2 separate regions of the Mus musculus genome follow, and region 2 is linked to region 1. The links are chromatin contacts, called in public Hi-C maps. All regions are on one chromosome and are shown on one strand. The core of a region is the stretch at or near the end of the contact, and the rest is flanking DNA. Distances in the headings are between cores, read along the strand shown.

What was found. A called contact is a pair of places that touch in the nucleus more often than the background predicts.
Region 2: a contact with region 1 is called in a Hi-C map of cerebral cortex, with 1.8 times the contacts expected there. The contact joins two enhancer-like sites. A contact is called at or near these places in 1 of 15 datasets of contacts at CTCF or cohesin (CD8 T cells), 18 of 484 Hi-C or Micro-C datasets (the Ba/F3 cell line, the C10 cell line, CD4 T cells and 12 more), 9 of 115 datasets of contacts at active chromatin or transcription factors (CD8 T cells, the HPC-7 cell line, bone marrow-derived macrophages and 4 more) and 3 of 9 other capture datasets (bone marrow-derived macrophages, embryonic stem cells and liver).

Annotation. Positions count from the first base shown.
Region 1 is chr10:40,370,780-40,374,431 of GRCm38.p6, forward strand. All of the region lies in intron 1 of Cdk19 (cyclin-dependent kinase 19), which reads left to right. Among named protein-coding and RNA genes, the nearest start is that of Cdk19, 23 kb to the left of the region's middle. Within about 2 kb of position 1,847, at least 256 of the 459 cell types and tissues checked have an H3K27ac peak or open chromatin away from gene starts, as enhancers often do. A contact at or near this core is called in CD8 T cells, the HPC-7 cell line, bone marrow-derived macrophages and 4 more, where this site is marked.
Region 2 is chr10:40,444,648-40,448,299 of GRCm38.p6, forward strand. All of the region lies in intron 4 of Cdk19 (cyclin-dependent kinase 19), which reads left to right. Among named protein-coding and RNA genes, the nearest start is that of Gm32234, 7.6 kb to the right of the region's middle. Within about 2 kb of position 1,769, at least 83 of the 459 cell types and tissues checked have an H3K27ac peak or open chromatin away from gene starts, as enhancers often do. A contact at or near this core is called in CD8 T cells, the HPC-7 cell line, bone marrow-derived macrophages and 4 more, where this site is marked.

The DNA.
Region 1 (3,652 bases), core at 597-3,096:
TACACGTCACTAATTTTTTTTTTTTTTTTTTTTAAATAAGGTTTCACTATATCTCTCTGTGGTCTGGAACTCACCTTTTAGACCAGACTGGTTTCCAGCTTACAGCATTGCTTGTCTCCTTCTCTGGAGCACTAGGACTAAGGGTGTGCAGCACCGTACTTAGAGGGAGTTGTTTTAAGACAGTGCGTTGTTCCTTTTTTCCCTGTTACATGGTGAGACTTGGAAACATTATTACATAAAGGATCGTATTCTTCTAATAGCTAGCAAGTAGATCTTGAAGGTTTTTTCCTCTTGGTTTTTGGAGACACTTTCTCACTGTGTAGCTAGACTGGTCTTGAATGTAAAGCTAGCTTCCTGCCTTCACCTCAATTCTCAGATTACTACCCAGTTTATCTCGAAGGGTTTTAAAAAATGCCTGTTATTAGAGAAGAGCGAGGCATAAGGTTACAGATCTAATTCTTTTACCTGATTAAACGTTTACTATTTCATAGGAATGGTTTCTGAAAGGTGTGTTTCATGGTTATTTTCATTTTACAGTATTGGAACAGATTCATTTCCACCAGCCTGCCTAGTGTGCGTTACTCATTTCAGCATTACCTCAGAATTCAATCTTGCTGTTGGAATAGCTTTAGCTTTACAGTCTAGCCCCACGCCCTTTTTTCTCTGCATCTGTTCCCTTCCAGGTGCATTTTAAATAGTTTCCCCCATCTATGTTCAATAATTTCTGGTTCTTAAGAGAGTGGGCCCTGAACTATAGGACTCACGCTTCATATTTTGTGAGGTTTATTTTTCTGTTTACTATCTTCCATTTTCCACATACATGTATTGGTTCTCTTACAGACTTGGAAAACAGTTGTTAGTTTCAGTTCATATGAGTGCACACTTCTGTGGTCTGTTTCCCAGTAGTCGAGGAGCATACGTGTTTTCCTGTTTTTGAAGTGTATGTAGTAAAAGTCAAGCACTCAAGCTCAGTTAGCATTTGAGTTTTAATTTTGTTTTTCATAATTGGTTGCAAAATATATGATGACCTGTGATACTTTATTGATTTTCTTGTTGTCTGATCTAAAGTCTGATTTCTTTGGCAGATATGTAGACTTACATCGGCATTTGACATTTTATGTTTTGGGCAGTGGAACTTTAAATATACATAAACTCTGCTGTTTGCCTCTGTTGTGTTTGGAGGTCCCAGGATGGCTTTGTGTGTGGTCCTCACGTGATGGAGGTTGCAGACTTCTCAGCTGAGAGTGAAGAGGGTGTTGCCTTCTGGTGTCATTGTGTGTGCTGGGGTGGGATGTATCAAGAGACAGCTTTCTGTGTTACCACGCAGCAGTTAAAACGATATCACAGATGCATCACTTTGATCACATTTATGATGCATTTTTATTCGTTATTACTAAAACCTGTAAAAGAAAAAAAAAAGAAAGAAAGACGTTGGAGCTGCTGAGCTAGCTGCTCAGTGGATGCGACATTTGGTGCCAGTAAGCCTGTTGCGTTCTAATCCCTGGGACCCGTGCAGTGGCAGGAGAGAAACGGCTTCTGCAGTGGGCCTTTGTGTGCTTGCTTGTGTGCACACCCACAGACCAGTGTAACAGAAATCAGAAAGCCATAGAGAGCTAGAGAGTGACTTTCACTTGCTCTGACATTAAGATTGGGAGTAACTCATAAAAGAGAACACTGGTATATTGTATAGTATGACTGTGCCATTTCTCAGACTTAGCTGCACTGTGGTTTCTTCTGGGAACTTGTCCAAGTCATTATTCATGTTGTATTCTTCCCTACTGCTCCTTTTACTGAAAGATTGCTTCACAATAAATAGAGAGGCAGCCTAATCCATGACTCATGACTGGAGGATAGACATTCTTGTGTTAGGTTCCGTGTGCCAGAAACGTTAGTCTCCAATATGCTAATTACCGCTCTTCCCAACTTGTTAATATGCTCTTCTCAAGTTTGTGCTTGTTTTAGTAGAGAAACAAACACATCCCACATACTTGTAAAATACATTTTTATAGAGGTTTTTTTAATGAGTTGCTTTTAAAGAAAATAATGAGATTAGGATCAGAAAATCTGATATACCTTTCTTGGGCAATGTTTCTTTGACCAAAAAAAGGGGATCATTTTGCCATTTATGTGCCAGATCTTATAAATATTACTTTTATGAGTTTATGCAAGTTTTTATGAATTTTCTTCATATTACTGGAACAATTCTTTTAACAATTGTGCATAGGCACATGCATGTAGCACATCCCTATGTGTGAATGTGGGTCAGCATGTACCTTGAGTGTTGGTCCTCACCTTGCACCCCGTTTGAGAGTCTCTTTTCCAGTGCATCAGCAGTGTAGTGGCCTGTGAGCTTCTGCAGATCCTCTGCCTTTGTCTCCTAGCTGGCTGTGGGTGAACAGGGATTACAGACAATCACATAATACGTCAGGCTTTTATGAGACTTACGGGCATTTGAACTCAGGTCTTCATTTTTGCATATTTGTGTGACAGCACTTTTACCTAGTGAGACAACTTTCTCAGCTCTAGTAACTTTGTATTTTTGTTTGGAGGCAGGGTACCAAGGTCTCACTGTGTAAACCTGGCTGGTCCAGAACTTTCTGTTGTGGACTGTGTTGAACTCGAATTCTCACAGATGCTTGTACCTCGGTCCCTTCAGTGCTGAGATTAAAGTTGTGCGTCAGCACATTTGGTTTACAGTTTTTTCTTTAATTAAAAAAAGATCTGTAGCAGCTAACAATTTTTTTAAAAAGATTTTTATTTAATGTCTATGAGTATACACTGTAGCTGTCTTCAGACAACCAGAAGAGGGCATCGGATCCCATTACAGATGGTTGTGAGCCACCATGTGGGAATTGAACTCAGGACCTCTGGAAGAACAGTCAGTGCTCTTAACCACTGAGCCATCTCCCTAGCCCCAGCTGACATATTTAGCAATATAGGTTATACTGCAAAGCATAAAGTTAATAACAATGTCAGTTTGTAGGTAGATTCTGAATGAGAATTGGGGTATCTGTTTTCTTGTTTAATTTTATTAAATTTTTAGAGTAATTGTTTTCTGTCCTTTGGAAATTGTGTTCTACTAGGTATCAAGTAAGTGTCTGTGCATTGTGCCTGACATGGAGGATGTGCGGTTCATGCGAGGTTGAGTAACGTTCATTTGCTCAAGACACAGCCAGTCAGCTGAGTTCACCGTTTGTTTCACTTGCTCCTATCTCTTAGCAGCAGTAGGTAGGACTTTCAGATTATTTAGTGGAGTAAGCTATACCTTTATATTGAAACCCTGTGGCCTTTTACGTTCTTTAATGGCTACTTTTAATTTACCAGTAGTAATTGAAAATAATTTTCCTAAGAATTTTTTGTACTTCATTTCTAAGTTAATTGGTTATTTTTTATCATTTTAAATTATGCATATTTAACTGTGATATGGTATATATAGGTATAATTAAGAGTCTCAGTAGATTATCAAAACATAGAAAGGCATCTTGTCTACCTCCACCCCTTTTAGTTTCTTTGAGGAAGATGAGATTAAATATATGGTTATAAAGAATTTTAAAAAGTGTGTGTGTGCGCGTGTGTTTGTGTGTATGTGTGTGTGCAGTGGAGGTGAGAGGCATTGGATTCCCCTGGGAACTGAATTTGGTCCTCTGCAAGA
Region 2 (3,652 bases), core at 519-3,018, 74 kb after region 1:
TCCTAATACTCAAGTGCTCTCCCTTTCCTTCTCCCTCTCCCTCATACCCAGACACACTCAGACACACACACAAACCCAGACACATACACCCCCCCCCCCACACACACACACACCATTCAAGGACTAGCTCAGCGTACAGTACTGAGAACACGGAAGTGGAGCCTAAGCAGCTGGGTGAGGGCCTTGGAACACTGCACATAAGCTCATATGGTGAAAGCAGTGGGTCTCGGAGCATTGCAGGCAGAAGAAATGGCACCAATAAAGATGTAGACTAAGAAACTACCGACAGGTTGGTATCACTGCAAAAGAGAAAAGGCAAAAAAGCAAGGAAGACCAGTTATGGTGGATCCTAATTGTTGTCTTTAAAATATGGGTTTTCCTAGGCCAGTCAAGTTTTTAAGCGAGATGGCTCAGGGTTATGGAGCTGGTATGGACTCATAGGCAGCAGCTCTATCAAGTAGCTGTAGTCAGCTGGTGAGAAAACATGAAGCTCTGAGCAAGCTGATGAGTAAAAAGAGGAGGAAAGGCCATTGTGAATACTTAGTTCTTAAGAAGCAGAGGAGCAATGACTAGATTCAAGGACAGGGCCAAGGTCAGACTTCTGCTTTTGTTGACCCAGGAATACTAGGAAAAGACAGTTTTGTTAGGGAGAAGGAAAAATTAATCTTAGATGGAAGGAGTTTATGGTACTTGTGAATATGATCTATTTCTAAGATAACATGGGAGATTAGAGACCTAGTAGTCTTAATTTGGGGATCATTAGTGTACATGTGGTTTTTGGAACCCCGGAATAAAATCCAAAATTTTAAAACATATCAGAAATAATCTTAGTATATTTTAGGGTGTTCATTCATCTCTTGATACTTCTATTAAAATTGGGATGTTACCCATCAAAGGACACTTGTACCTAACCCCATAACTAGGTAGATTGTGAGTGTTCACCATTGGGAACGTACTTCATATTTTGTTCCATAGCCGACTAGTGTATGGCAGGGCTCTGTTCTCTAATGTCTAGAAGCGTGAAGTCGCATTCTTGCATTTCGCACCTCTGCCTTTCCCATCCCTCTTCCCCACTCCTTTCCCTTTGGCTTTTTGTTTGCTGGCTTGTTTGCTTGTTTTGCTTTGTTTTTAGGTAGCCTTAGCTATCTGGGAATTCATAGAGTTATATTTGCCTCTGCTTCTCAAGTGCTGATATTAAGGGAGTATTCCACCATGTCCAGCAATCTCTATTTATTCGTTTGTTTGTTTGTTTGGAGATTGGCTCTCGTTTCCTAGACTAGCCTTGAATTTGCTAAGTAACCAAGAAAGACTTTGAACCCTGCATCCACTTCCCAAATGCTGGGATTACTGGTTTAGTCACTGTGCCTTGCTGTATTTTTAAATGCTCAGCTATCCAATTAATGAAGTTTTTTATGGTATAGATAATTACGGTAGAGTAATGTCTGCAAATGACTACTCTGTTTGTTCAAGAAAAGAAAGCACAGTGCTTCCTGTTGGGTAGTTATTTGTTCTGTAGCACAGAATCTTATTTGTTCAGGGGAACAATGAAGAACAGTGTGCAAAATAAATATCCTGGGATTTGACTTCTGTATCAAATGTGAGGGGAATTGTACCACACTGTATTTAAATGAAAGCATAGTTGTAGCCATTAATATCAGGCCAGCATTGTCCATTGTTACAGCAACTAACCCAACTTAACTCTGAGTCCCTGTCCCTACCATTCAAGACTGGGTCACTCGTGTGTCTGCTGTTGGTCTTTGGTGCTGTTAAGAGTCATACTGAGATTCCCAGATATGCTGAAGTAGGGAGTGCAAAGCAAACGGAGTAGAATGTTTGTGGATTGCTGTGGTTGTTCTATTTATGATAAACCAATTAGCTGAAGGAAATTTAACCCTGCGAAATAATTGATCCTATAAACAGAAAAGCAGATCAGGAGTACATATAAAGTATCCTGTGTAGGATTAAGAATTACTAAATTCTGTAGAAATATGAATATTAAAGGACTAGCCCTGTATAATCATGCTACTGTTGCATATTTTCATGACTTGCCTTTAGAATAGAATTTAACTAAAACCCTGTAGCTTTGATTTTTGTCTGTTTGATTTTATTGCTGATAACTTGAGGCATCCAGCTTCTGCCATTTCTGCCGTTTCTATGGCAACTAAAGTGTGCAAGCCCAGCAGTATCACTTTCTTTCACAGCTGGCATTTTGTGTTCACAGTAAGGAGAAGAGTTTTGGTGAAGCGTGCGGGTCTGTGCTAATTGGGATGTAACTGGGTCAGAACAATTTTGGTTTGCTTTTTTTGTCTGTTAAGGTTTGTGGTGGTTGTGTTAGGTTTGGGTATTGAATACCTCAATTCCTTTTTATTATTAATTTATTAATAGTAGTATGTAAATAAAAATATATTAATTATTAAAGTTAGTCTGTTAATAATTAAAAACTCAGAGACACAATCCAGTATGAAATCTTGAGAATGGGATAGAGTTGTTCTAAGCCTGGTTTCGTAGCCCTCTATACCCTGATTATTTCTATCTTTAAAAAGTGTGAAAAAATTCTCTGAAGAGTTAACCATATTTTACCAGTGGATGGCCATATTTGCTTGTTCTGAGGGGACAGCAGGCAATCCCACTTAAGGATGAACAATGACTGGGTAATTGTAGTTATTGCCACCTGAAGGCCACCCTGGGAGTGCTGCTCAGGCTCTGCATTCCTTTCTTGGCTTGTACAAGAATTGGTAGGACGCCCCTGCTCCAGGCCAGCTACTGCCCCTGCCTTCATGTCAGCCAGCACATGGTTCATGGGCTTTGAGTATGCGGTCACAAGGACACCCTGGAGCCTCCTGCTCTTCCCTGCAGGCTCATTTCATGGTGGTGCCAGCACTGTTTTTCAACATAACCTGACCACAAGAACTCCTAATGAGCTAAGTGGCACAAGCCTATTTCCTGTCCTTACATTTTATTTATTCTATGAAGCTATTTGTCGTTCCCAGGTCACAGACTTTGTTGTACTTATATCTTAGAATTTTAAAGTGCTTTAAAAATCTCAGACCTTAGGAGTTACAAGTGTTATGGGAAAGAGTATGCAAAATAGCTTGTACAATAGGATGATGTTACAGTGTAAGCATCATGACCTGTCAGAGGTTCTCACTTACGGCCTTCAGAGGCTTCCTTTGAGTTTGCCTTTGTCTTCTTTACACTAACTTGTTTATTTAGGACACCTTGGCTTCTGTAATTGAAGAAAAACTACTTTTACTGGGCCACCAGTGACCTACTCATTCATTCTGGTCATGTCCTCAGATTTCTTGTTTACATCTGACAGGCACGCAGAGGGGCTCTGTGCACTCTAGATGCTCGCTCATCTTTTCTCCTCTGACCTTTCTCCAGCTTCCTGCCTCCCCTCCTCTCAAGCTCCCTGCTCACCTGCACCTCTGTGGCAGCCCTCTGCCACTCTGGAAATACAGACTCAAGAATGTGGCCAGTTTTTGTTACTCAAAGAGCTTGTGCTAAAAAGTGGAACCACTTGAAACAGGAAACAAAGCCTTCCTTGGTTTCCTTTTTATACTGGCCATCCTTCTAGTCTGCCTTGTAACCGCCTTGCTTCTTCAGATCTTGTAGCTCACCAGGAACGTGTTTGCCTGGGATACTCACGTTG